Regions from separate parts of the Triticum aestivum genome. Here region 1 is linked to region 2. Evidence: chromatin contacts called from public Hi-C data. All regions are on one chromosome and are shown on one strand. The core of a region is the stretch at or near the end of the contact, and the rest is flanking DNA. Distances in the headings are between cores, read along the strand shown.

Region 1 (6,649 bases), core at 283-2,782, 730 kb after region 2:
GATTACTTTCAGGATAAACGCCTGCACTTTGCCCCCGCGAAAAGAAGTAGAAGAATAAAACGTTCACCAAAACGGCACCCATTCCCATGGCATTGCCGGCAAGTGTCACCGTCGCTTGCCTGCTTTGGCCTCCGTACGCGGTGATAGATCCAACACGCACCACGCAGGAGGTGGGTCTAGGCGACGGCACCTAAAATATCCTCCCCCATCGGCACGAAACCTAGGCGGAAAAACAACAGCTACCAACACGTAAAAGTGAACCTTTTTTATTGGTAGTCCACCTTTGGAAGAAACAAGCTCTAGCTCACGAGTTTACTATCCGCCCCAGTCGCCCAGAGGGCGGAGGGGCCCCGTGCCCCCGTCACCCCGTCGCAGGGCGACTAGTCCGCCTCGACAGCGTGGGGCAATACGCTCGCTCGCCGACTTCTTTCCAGTCCGTTGCGCGCGAATACGTACGCCCGCGCCGTCGCGCGTATACGTATGGCCGCAGCGCAGCGCGGCGGCTTCCGTTGGCGGTGGCGCGCGGGCGAGCGCGTCCGTTACTGCCTGCCGTGGCGTGCCGTGGCCCGAGGCGAGGGCGGGGGGCGGGGCGACACGACAACCCCCACCGCCATGTGGATAACGGCGATCTCTGAGCAGCCGCGCTAGCTTAGCTGGGGCCAGCATCGCTTTCCGCCCTTATCGACTCCGGCCGGGGAGATCCAACCGCTGGCCACCGCGTTCCATTTCCCTTCGCTGGACACGACACGACCCCCCCTCCTTTTCCGTCCTGGCCGCAGACATCTTCGGCTTCGCTCACCTGACGATTAAAATCCGTTCCAATAAAGCATCCCATTTCTCCGAGGAACCAAGTAGTAGTTACTCCCTCCGTCCGCGATACTTCTAGCTTTTGTCCTAAGTCAAAGTTTTAAAACTTTGACCAACTATATACAAAAAAGTAGTAACATATATGATATCAAATTGATATATTATGAAAATACATTTCAAAACAGATCTAGTGATACTAATTTAGTGTCATAAATGCTGCTACTTTTTTCCATAAAGTTGGTCAAAGTTTTAAAACTTTGACTTAAGACAAAAGCTAGAAGTACACTTATTCGCGGACGGAGGGAGTATTTATTTTTGCAGTAGAACCAAGTAGTGGTAGCAGCATCCCATTGGTGTATAACATAATTGTACTAGTACTGGTGGTACTTGTACAGTACTTGCGGCGGTATCAGCTGGTCGACCATACGTAGGGTACGTGGAATTGAGGGGAGAGAGGGCAGAGTGATGGAGGCGATTGGACACGGGCGATTTTTCTCGGGGTGTGGGGCTGGATTTAAAAGGGGGCAAGCTAGCCACCAAAAAGGGTGTCCCCGCAGGGCAGTAAACGGCAGGGCGAGGCCACGTGCGCACGAATCACGGCGCGGAATCCGACGGCGGCGAGGGGACGCTACCCACCCCGCACCCAAAAGCCAACGTGCCGGATTGGCACCACCGCGCGGTACACACCACCCCACCCCACCCCACCCGAGCGAGCACCGCAACGCCAACGCCAACGCCAACGCCTCATCCCGATGCCGCGGCCGCTCTGACTCCCATCCATCTCCCCACACCCCCAACCCCCAATCGAAAGCAAGACAAGCCAAGCCAGCCAGCCAGCGAGAGAAGAAGCGAAGAAAGGAGGAGAGAGGGAGAGAAAAAAAAAATCCTCCGTCCACCGCCTCCGCCGCCGCCGCGCGCTCCGTTCGCTGACGCGGGTCTGCGCGCCGATAAGGAGCAGCTGGAGGGCTGTGAGCTGAGCGGAGCGGCGGCCGCGGCGCCAGATCGACCGGGGATGCCGCCCAATCCGACGGAGCCGGAGCAGCCGGAGGCGGCCGCGACGCCGGCGCCGCCCAAGAAGAAGAGGAACCTCCCCGGGACGCCAGGCGAGAGCGCGCGCTTCGGGTTTTGCGGGGTGGTTGGTACGGCTCGCGCGAGCTTTCTTGGTCTGATGGTGGTCGGTTTCCGTGTGCTTGTGCAGATCCGGACGCGGAGGTGATCGCGCTGTCGCCGGGGACGCTCATGGCGACCAACCGGTTCGTGTGCGAGGTGTGCGGCAAGGGCTTCCAGAGGGACCAGAACCTGCAGCTCCACCGCCGGGGCCACAACCTTCCGTGGCGGCTGCGCCAGCGCGGCCCCGGGGCGGCGCCGCCGCGCCGGAGGGTCTACGTCTGCCCGGAGCCCGGCTGCGTGCACCACTCCCCCGCCCGCGCGCTCGGGGACCTCACGGGCATCAAGAAGCACTTCTGCCGCAAGCACGGCGAGAAGCGATGGGCCTGCCCACGCTGCGGCAAGCGCTACGCCGTCCAGGCCGACCTCAAGGCCCATGCCAAGACCTGCGGCACCCGCGAGTATCGCTGTGACTGCGGCACACTCTTCACCAGGTACTGCTTCCAGCTCGGTTCCCCCCAATTTCGATGGTCCCTTTTCCTTCCCTTTGAAGGGCAAATGTTTGTGCTTTTGTTTCATTCATCAGTCGGCGTGCTGGCTTGATTCAGGAGAGACAGTTTCGTGACACATCGCGCTTTCTGTGGCGCTCTCGTGGAGGAGACCGGCAGAGTGCTCGCTGTTCCGGCGCCGCCTTCGCCTCGGCCACCTGATTTGGAGGAGGTTGAGGAGAATGTGGACAAGGACAAGGAGAAAGAAGAGGAGAATGTGGATAAGCACAAGGAAAAGGAGGATGAGGGGGACAAGGGGGGAGAAGATGAAAATGAGACTTCTGCCGTGGCCGAGGTGGATGAGCCGCAGCACGTTGAGGCAGCAATGGAGGAGCCACAGCCGCAGCGGATTCCGTCGTCGCCATCTCCAACGCCGCCATCTCCAGCGCCACAGGAGCAGCAGCCAATGGTGGCAGTTGTGCCAAATTTGGATGGTATGCTTCTTTTGCATTTTGCAATGTGTTTGTCTTACTATCTATTCATAGACTATGTTAGATTTATAGCAAAGTCATTCTCCCTAAATCCATCTTTATTTGTTATTACTGTAACAAGAAAAGGAATACATGAGTCTTGTTTCTTTCCCAATTTAGCTAGTCTTATGATCATTTAGGCAACAATGATGAGTGACTTGTTCTTCCGTACTGTGCCTATATGTTACAGAGCCAGTGGTGGTTGTGGAGCCAATTGTGGATATCAAGCAAGAGGAGGAGGATAAGCGAGATGAAGATGTTTGCTTCCAGGAAGCCGATAAGTACGACGTCGCTGAACTAGAAGACTCCAACTTGCCAGATAATGATACCCCGATGCCTCCTTGTTTCCTCCCCTCGCCCTCGGATGCCATTGGTACAGGTGGCAGCAGCACCAGTTGTGGCACAGTCAGCAGTGCATCCAATTCCATTGCGCCAGCAACGACGACTAGCACATTTGCGGGGCTGTTTGCATCAGCCACAACAAGCACCACTCCCCAGAGTAGATCGCTGCGTGATCTTATAGGTGTTGATCCCACCTTCCTTTGCCTTGCAATCGGTACACCATCATCTCTGTTCCCACAGACAGATGCAAGCAACCCCGGCACCTTTGCTCCACCACCAGCACCGCACATATCTGCGACTGCACTCCTGCAGAAGGCTGCTGAGGCTGGAGCTTCGCAAGCAGGCACATCTTTCTTGAAGGAGTTTGGTCTTGCAAGTTCCTCCTCATCAACCCCATCCAGGCCACCTCAAGGAAGGTTCATCGAGAGCAGCTCAACGCAATCCCAGCAGCCCCAAGGAAGGTTCATCGAGAGCAGCTCAACGCAATCCCGGTTACCTCAAGACAGGCTCATCGACAGCATCTCAACACAATCCCGGTCACCTCAAGACAGGTTCATCGACAGCATCTCAACACAGTCCCGGTCACCTCAAGACAGGTTCATCGACAGCATCTCAACACAATCCCGGTTACCTCAAGACAGGTTCATCGAGAGCAGCTCAACACAATCCCGGTTACCTCAAGACAGGTTCATCGAGAGCAGCTCGACACAATCCCGGTTACCTCAAGACAGGTTCATCGACAGCTCAACACAATTTCGATTACCTCAAGACAGGTACATCAATAACTCGATGCCATCCAAGCTATCTCAAGGGAGATTCATGGATACCTCACTGCCATCCCAGCAACTGCTACCTCAAGGAAGGTTCTTCGACAACTCGCCAGCATCAAATCTGTCTCAAGGAAGGTTCTTTGATAACTCGCAACCATCCAATCCAACTCAAGGAAGGTTCTTCATCAACTCGCCACCATCCAATCTACCTCATGGAAGGTTCCCTGATTATTCGACACCAGGAAGGTTGCCTCAAGGAATGTACATCGATGGCTTGCCACAATCCAGGCTACCACAAGGAAGGTACATCGACAACTCACCGCAGGCCAAGCTACCTCAGGGGGGAAGGTTCGTTGATAGCAATCCACAGCAATGGCACCAAAGGAGCAATAATCATAACCAGCTAATGGATATGGAGCCTGGGCCGATGGTATCTGGTAGCCTTGGACTTGGTCTCGCCTATGAAGGTTCAAATCCAAGGTTGCCAGATTTGATGATGGGGCAATCACCACTGTTCGGTCCCAAGCCTGCCACTCTGGACTTCCTTGGGCTTGGCATCGGAGGGACCATGGGCGGCTCCACGGCCAGCGGTGGCCTACCGGCATTGATGGTGGGAGGAGAGCTGGACATGGGGTCTGCCGCACAGCCGCCCTCTCCATGGGAGGAGGCACAGAGAAAGACCAACGGCCGCACGATCCTGTGAGGTTCTCTTTTTTGTAAACCTTAGGGGGCTTTTGTGCTTTGGCTCATCCATTCTTTCAGCTGCTGTGTTGTGTTGGGTGGTGGTGGTAGGAAAGCTAGAACCGTGCATGTAAGCTGCAGAACCTGTACATAGATCTTCCGTCTCCCCACCCCCCTCTCCTGTCTAAATTAAAAGCTATTACTATAGAGAGAATTTGATCTTTGTGACCTTTGTGGCCTGTTCCTGTCGAGATGCGACGAGGTGGTAACAGCAGCAGTAGGGGTAAGTAGAGCGGTTTGGTTAGTTGCCTTTGCTAGTGGTAGCTTGTGGTGCCAAATTGCCGACGCAGGATTGCTTCGGAAAAGGAAAGGCTGTGAGACTGGGACAGCGAAGGGGCAAGTGAAAGGTGTTTTTTAGTTTCGGCCTGTTGCTATCGGTCAATATACTTCGGCCAAACTATCCTCAGGCGAGTCTAGCCTCTGTGCTTTTCAGAATCACCGCGCCGTTTTTTTCCCCCAAGCCGGTCTTCTTTGCTTTGCGTTTTGCTGGCCATGTCGTCACCGGTGAATGTGATGGGGCATCAGTCTCTTTTGCGTATCGTGCTACATGTTTTTTCACCGGTGTTGGGTTATCAAATCAGTTGTTTCTGTCGCAACAGAAACGGCCTGAGGAGGATGTCCTCATTGACGGTAACTTTTTTTTTTCTCCTTTTCTTATTATGCCGACAAATGGTTGGTGTAAGCTCTAGTGCAGAACCAGTGGATCGTTCCATTTAGGGCCGCAAGTGCAATTTGACAGTGTACAGTCGCAGCGGTACGATTTGCAGCTCCGTTCTGATGCCCGAACACACGAGTTCCTGATTCGAAAGCAAGCAGGCACGCTCGGCTAGGAGGGGCCTAGATCTAGCTACCTCCTAGAGAGATAAGCTAAAAGCTGTTTAGCAGATTGACGGCACTCAACTCTGGGATCGCCTAGCCTTGTGGGGGAACCCAGCCAGTAGAATCGAATCGGATCCCCCATCTCCCCGTCGCTCCCGTCCACAGAATACAAATGAGCAAATTTCATACAGTTATTACGAGTTTGGCAGGTTAAAATTATGCCGTGGCAAAAATTTATCCGGGCTCTAAAATATATATCCCTCAGATATAGTAGTACTAGCAGTTTTAAATATGCTGCTTCGCTAGTTGACGACGAGTTTCATACTTGATGTCTACACAATGTTCCCTAAAATTTCCTCCTCCTTTCAACTCTATAGCCTACCTACAAGATACGTATATGCAAATTTATTTATGAAAAACAACAGAAAAAGTCAGACTAGTGTTTAGACGTAGTACATGGCAGGCAGAACCAAGATTTTCAACCAAGTTTTTTGAGTGCCATGTCTAGGGCTGATCAAATCCCGGCAGTAAAGAGTGGAACGGAGTACGTCAGTACACATGTACTGTAAGTATCCTCGGACTCTTGTTATTATCTTTTGTCAGGAACATGCTATCCAACCTAAGGTCTTTTTCTTTCCTTCTTGGACACGTGCTAACACCCTTCTGGAATGGCAAACTGATGGTGGCGGCAACATACGTTGTTCATGTCAGGCTACAGTCTTCTTTTGTTCCTCTCAGGACCGGTTCTTTTCATTAAAACATGTCGTGTTCCTCTCGGATAAAACGCAAGGGGTCGAACGTGTCGAGATTCTGGACCCAGGTCGTACAAACTCTACAGCCTTGCTGGTTTGACATGTCGCGCGCAGCCCAATCAGTGGAGTGAAAGTGAAAACGCAGGACATCCCGCTTTTCTATTCTAAATAGAAGAAAGTAACACCAAGAGGCGCAAAAATATCTAAAACAACGGACCAGGTTTCAGAGAACAGGATAACTCGTAACCTGCACCACGGAGTCTGTTCAACTAAATAGAATATGCTTTATACTC
Region 2 (6,645 bases), core at 2,438-4,937:
ACCACCACCAACACACACAAAAAAAAACTCACGCCGGCAGAAAGCAAAGTCCTACATGACTGAAGCTCTGCCTTGGCGGAGGAAGAAAAAGAAAAGAAAAAACGATCAAACAGCGATTTGACTATTTACAACAAGACCATTGACACTGACTATCTCTTGACAACACAAGGACAATGAGAAAGGTTCTTCAAAAGTGATGCCTTCAAGAAGGGAACGACGCACAAGTGCCGCCATCGCCGGATCCAACCCTCGAAGCCAAATCATGGGTTTTCACCCTGAAGTTCACGTCCGAGCAAACTCCAAGCAATTCCATCAACATGGTAACGGCGTAAAAACACTGCCATTGCCAGGTATAACCAAGTAGGGTCAGACCTAAGGTTTTCACCCCGGAGCTCGAGACCGGCTGCCCGAGAAGCACCACCATGTCAAAGTCATCTTATGTTGTCTCCTCCACTTGCCTCGATCCCAACAGCAGCAACACTAGCCCACCGTCGCACACACGACAAAATCAGATGATGGAGGATTTTCAGTAGCACTGCCAAAATCTCAATTTCGGGACGCTTCGGTGGGGCCGCACCATCCTCACAAGTGGCAGCACTGGTGGTGCTCTGAGGCCAAAAATTGAAATAGCTCAACTAATGTTGGGTTCTTTTGTCAAATCCCTCTCTTCTCAATGATGCAGTGAAGAATTTCTTGTGTGTTTCCAGTGCAGTCAGAGGTTCAGACCTTTCTATACAAGTTTAATGATATGGTTGAGTACTATTGGCATCTGTATTTTAGGCTGTTTGATCACCAATCGGCATGAAGCCTACTGTTTTAATTACGAACCACCTCAAGTTTCATAGTCAACTACTCCCTCCGTCCGGAAATACTTGTCTTAGAAATGGTTGAAAATGGATGTATCTATAAGTAAAATAAGTCTAGATACAACCATTTCTAAGACAAGTATTTCCGGACGGAGGGAGTACCTTAAAAAAATGTCTTGGTCAATGGCATTTTCTATGGCTCTCTCATATAGACTTATAGAGTGGTTTTATTATTTATGATTTTTTCTCTCAGATATGCAAGTATATGAATCTCTCTGGTTTTTAAGTTCGTGACCTTTATCTTGATGAAACCATCTTAATCGTATCTAGGAGTGGTGGACATATGTTTGTATGGGGCCTTCTGATCCTCAACCAAATTGGCACCTTGGGATGCGCGGAACTCAGCATCGGGCAGTGATGTGGAGAGCATGGAAGGAGGGTGGCACAGGATTTCTTTACTGGGGTACCAACTGCTACGAGAAGGCTATGATTCCAAGTGCCGAGGTATGCTATACATTGGAAAACCTCTTGATACAGTGAGGTGACATTAACCTATGAAGGGTGTGATCATTTTTTGCCTGCTAGTTTTGTTCGCGGTGACATGTGGGGTGTAAGTTTGAAAAATCCCCTGGTTCAAGTACCAAACCCTTGTTCAAGCACCAATTGACAAAAATTCCAAGTACTTTTTGGAGGTTGTTCCTAACCCATCAAATATCTCTTCAAAAGTTCCATTAGATTCATTTTGTGTTGGGAGAAATGAAAAGGAGATATGCCTGGCATGTTATAGGTTAAAAAAAATGTTTGTGTTGCATTGTAAGCAAGAAAACATGATTTAGGATGCTTGTTTGCTCATGGAAGTTTCAAGTTCACATTCATTTTTTGTTGGTAGACATGGAGGTAGTTGACTTGCATGAAATATGATTGTGATTAGTTGCATATATCTTCAGCACTGTCCCATTTTATGTTCCCATCTATGAACTTCATTCGGAATAATTAAAATTTATTGTATTTGGTGCTCGTATTTTAAAATTTTACGGTATTTTCAAGAAATATTACCTGTACATGGGTTTGAATGTTGAACTTATATGCATACAGCATATTTGCTATTGAGTAACAAGTACTCCCTCTGTAATGAAATATAAGAGTGTTTAGATCATTAAAGTAGTAATCTAAACACTCTTATATTTCTTTACGGAGGGAGTATAAATGTGTAAGAAAGTGATAAGATAGTTTTCTTACTAAATTAAGACTAGAAGTCTAATAGAGATGTATCTAGTAACTCTTATTTTAGTGTATCTGTGGATGATATTCTTGGTTTGAGATTGTCTTATGTTATACTCCCTTCATTTAATCTTAAGCTGAACTTTCAGCATCTGTATTGTTACATGATTTAGTGCTTTAAATATACCATTTCCTGTTAATTCAGGTATCTGGCATCGTTATTCCGACTTCAATGTTTATTTTGCATTTCAAATGTAGACTGTTTTTGTTTACTTGGTATATTATGTTTAATCTTATTCTCAAACTTGTGTCATGTGTGGCTGCAGATCTGTTTCCGACGCGGCCTTCCTCCAGGCGACGGGGTTCTGTTTTACCCTGGCGAGGTGTTTTCTTCGTCAAAGGAACCAGTTGCGTCCCTCAGGATTGAACGCATTCTCAGTGGCATGCAGGTGATACTTTCTGTTTTTGTTTTTTGAAAATGCTACTCCCGCCATTCACTATTATAAGATTTTTTTAACTTTTTTCTGATTCGGATGTATATAGACGCATTTTAGTGTGTTTGTTCACTCGTTTCAGTCGGTAGGTAGTCCATATTGAAATATCCAAAACATCTTATATTTGGAACGGAGTAGTTCATTTTTGTCCTATTTCACCAGTTCACCTTGCCTTTTGTTTTTCAAGGGCACAACTTTTGGCTAGATTGGTTACATAACCAAATGAATTCTTCCAGCCTTTCACCGATTTCTAGTAGATAACTATGAGCTGTCTGAAACTTACAGCAGCTAACACTTGTTTCTTGATGATTTTTGTAACGTAGGACATTGAATACTTGAACCTTTACTCCTCAAAGCACGGCAGGGAGGAGGCCTTGGCCCTCCTGGAGAAGACTGGCGCGTATCTTGGCCCGGATCGCTATGCACATGATCATGGGCCAGTTGATGTGATGCGCGGTGAGGTATACCGCACCTGCAGATCTTAGGGCAGCCATGCATACCTGTCGTTCTTTATTTCTTCCCTTGCAGCATATCTGTTGTTGTATGTGGCTTATTACACTGTATTAGCCAGCTGAAACTCGCTAAATATTTTTGAGCAAACTCGTCAAAGCTAGAAGTAGTTGTAGATACATGTACTAAATCAGCGACAATTTAGTATGGACGGGAGGGAGTAGTAGAGTATGGTCGTTTGGCCATCTGGGCCTTGTACATATACGGACGCTCTTTTCGAATCGTGTCTGTTTTTATGTTTGTGCTGCGTCTGCCATGATGAATCGTTTGTTGTCGAGGGTTGCATTTCAAGAGTGCCTGGAGAGTGGGGTTGGAGACAGAAACCATACCTGGAAAGTATTTTTCGCCAAAAAGCCCCAGGACACTTGAAGGGCCTAGTCAAATAAGGAATTGACTGGCCGACAACGCCAGGCTGCCTCCTTCACCACTGGTACGGACCCATATGTCTCGACGAATCCCCTTGTAAAGAAAATCTATCCCCAACGAATATCTCATCTGTCAGCTTTTGGCTACACTCGGCGACGCATCGAAAACCATTCAAAATGTTCTGGCAAAGGGTCGCGGACAGATGGGACCCAGCCCCACCAATACACCCAATCGTCCGAGCTGTTTTCTTATCCGGGCCCTTCACTCGGTCCGGCCTCTTCCTGCCCGGCCCTGCCCCGTACCCTACCCTACCCTCCCTCCTCCATGTCGTACGGCCACGCAACAGCATCACGGGCCACACATACAGGCGCCCCTCTCGAACCCGAAGTGCATTTTATTATTTGCCAAAAAATCCGCGGCATCGATTCCCGTCTCATTTCAACAAGTGACACAATGCCACAATGGTGCCCTGTCCCTCTCCAGTCTGGTACTACCTCCATCACCTTGGCCCCCGGCGGCCAGAGCCATTCCAGGATCTAGCGAATATGTATACGTTATTTGTGTTATCCTTTATTGTTGCAGATTACCTTGTTGGGGAGGCTGGGGGGTCCGCACAAGTGGACGGTCATTATCGCAGATCCATGATCATTCGAAAGATCTCCGACATCTCCATTGTCAATTAGCTCTTGCCTTGATCCACACCGGCCGCACAAAGTTTTATTTAATTCATTAATTAAAATGAGTCTGAAGAAAAGCTTCTTCTCACTGCACTCACCGGTGCAAAGCTTTTGTGCTTGCCACTTGGCTGATCTACCCGTTGTTATCGGTCTACTTAGGTTAGATTACGTGATGTCTTTCCTACTTTTGAATCGTAACCTCTTCCTGCCTTATTGCATTATACTGTAGCCGCAAAAAAAAGGAGCATTAGACTGTAGCCGCGAGATTCTTCCACTGGAGACACCCGTGGTGCTGTTGCCATTGACCAGATGCATCAGCATCGGCACACCAGACAGCCGGTGCTGTTGGTTCAAGGTATCTAGGCTAAATGAACACCGTCCATTAGCAGCAGCCTAAGTACGAGTAGCAGTTTACCCAACACCGTCCAGTCATCTTTCACATGTGGAACATTCCAGAATGTAACAACCCAGAAAACGGCGGCGCCGGTCTGGTCTTGCGGCGGGCTGGTGCCGATCTTAGGCGACGGCCGGTGGCTGCACGGCGATTCTACGGTACTCTGGTGATCTCACGGAGCAACGACCCGGCCGTTCTCTCGTCTTGGCAAGGACTCGCACCGCGGCTCGCTGTTCTGACTGGCTGATCGCAGTTTCTGTTGAGAGTTTCGGTTAGAGACGGTTGTCCTTGTCCGGCTTACCTGACGTCGACGCCGATCCTTGTGTAGCTGTGACTTTGCCATTCATGCTCAGCTCGCCTGCATATCTCCGGATCGCACGAGATCCTGATGAACGATCGGATCCTGGTGAAACTGAACCGAAAGAGCTAACCGCACAAGGATGCTAAGGTGGAACCATGGACGAAGCACAAGGAAAGGATTACCAAGTGCTGTTCATGTGCAAGTGCAACAGTTCGCTTTTCACGCCACGGATGGTTATAGCTGGATACCAGCGGCAGTGCGTGTTGGTCAATGATCAGTTGCTTGAGGCTTCTCTTGCGTGGAAACGACTTCCTTTTCACTTTCACCCAAGGGGCCGGGCCGGGGACTGCAGGATGATGGGTTCCACCGAACGAATGGTTTCTTTTCGCTTCCCCAGGACAGGAGAGGAGGCTCCCCGTGAATGATTGAATTGTTGCGTATGGCTCGTTTGTCTCCAGCTGCTTGGCCGTAGCGGCCAGCCTTTCCTTTTCGTCCGGGAGCTGATTATATTTTTGTGGAAGGTGTCTCCCGTTTATACTCGTATATATTTCAAATAGCGATTAGACACTAGTAGTACGGTTACAGTCACGGCCATGCGAAATTGTTTCTGCCTTTCGTTCTAGTCTGGGGTGGCGATTGATGCAAAGATTTACTCTCGGTTCCCCGTTGGTTGGCTTTTAATAACAAATCTAGGAGCGCAGGTGGAAGCCTTTCGTCCCCTTGGAATGGCGGTGCCGCACGGCGAGAGAGGAGCAGAAAAGATCTTTTTTTTTGAGGGGTAGAGCAGAAAAGATCTTTGGCGGAGAGAGAGGACCACGAGCAAATGGGGAACGTGTGACTCTGAGCGTGGAGAGCTGGAACCCTGGAACCCAGAAAGAACAGATCGTTCAACAGTGCAAGTAGACATACATGCATGGATCCAAATGAGAGAGAGATTTGCCTCATCCTTTAGGTGTTACAAATGACACGGTTACACAAAGTCTCATTCTCCCACAATTAATTTACCTATAAGAGCATCTACAGCCGGACTTGACAAATCCGGCCCCTATACATCCGTGTACACGCCCGGACATGTCCACGGGTGTATCCTGACGGGCCATCATATTCTCGTCCCGGTATCCACATATCTCAAATTCGGACTCTCAAATCCATGTAAATACATGCACGTCGATCATACAAGCCAATGTCACACGTAAATAGAAAATGTTGATACAAAGCATAGATAATGTTTATATAAAATTTATTTTAAGTGTCAAACACAATCATTGGCTCCTTGGTTGCCATTGTGGGTCCACATGTGCTCCACAAGATCATTGAGTAGCTGCGTGTGTACCTGCTGATCTCGAAGATTCTGATGCATATGCAGAAAGTTCATAAGCTGAGTCGCATCTTGATCTTCCGGGATTTCAACTTGTTCTCCAGGTGCTTCGAGATCATGTGTTTGGGCTACAACATCACCATCATCCTCGACAATCATATAGTGCAGAGTAACACAACATGTCATCAGCTGCCACAAAGTATCTGATCCCCACATCATTGCATCGCTCTGCACAATTCCCCAACCAGCCTAAAGCACACCAAATGCCCTCTCCACATCCTTCCTAGTCGCTTCCTGCATTGTTGTAAAGTGGCTCTGTTCATTGCCATGCGGTTTGGATATGGTCTTCACAAACGCCGACCACTGAGGATAAATACCATCGAGTATCCCATGTTGTACTCTCGGTCGTTGATGGTGTAGTTGCACGACGGTGATTCCCCATTGCAAAGTCCCATGAACACCGGAGATCGTTGAAGCACGTTGATTTTGTTGTGAGAACCCGACATTCCAAAGAAAGATGCCAAATCCATAAGTCATGTGATGCCACTGCTTCTAGTA

The links. A called contact is a pair of places that touch in the nucleus more often than the background predicts.
Region 1: a contact with region 2 is called in a Hi-C map of leaf, with 5 times the contacts expected there. The contact joins the promoter of LOC123188114 here to the enhancer-like site in region 2. A contact is called at or near these places in 2 of 5 Hi-C or Micro-C datasets (both in leaf) and 1 of 1 datasets of contacts at active chromatin or transcription factors (leaf).

The regions. Positions count from the first base shown.
Region 1 is chr2A:156,618,764-156,625,412 of IWGSC CS RefSeq v2.1, forward strand. It overlaps LOC123188114 (zinc finger protein ENHYDROUS), which reads left to right and starts at 1,533. Exons shown (of 4, transcript XM_044600156.1): 1 at 1,533-1,910; 2 at 2,006-2,408; 3 at 2,523-2,896; 4 at 3,123-4,953. The coding sequence starts at 1,820. The coding sequence ends at 4,747.
Region 2 is chr2A:155,882,809-155,889,453 of IWGSC CS RefSeq v2.1, forward strand. LOC123188112 reads left to right here. Exons shown (of 16, transcript XM_044600151.1): 14 at 1,137-1,310; 15 at 2,354-2,476; 16 at 2,845-3,271. The coding sequence ends at 3,006. Among protein-coding and RNA genes, the nearest start is that of LOC123188112, 12 kb to the left of the region's middle. Within about 2 kb of position 3,688, at least 8 of the 8 cell types and tissues checked have an H3K27ac peak or open chromatin away from gene starts, as enhancers often do. A contact at or near this core is called in leaf, where this site is marked.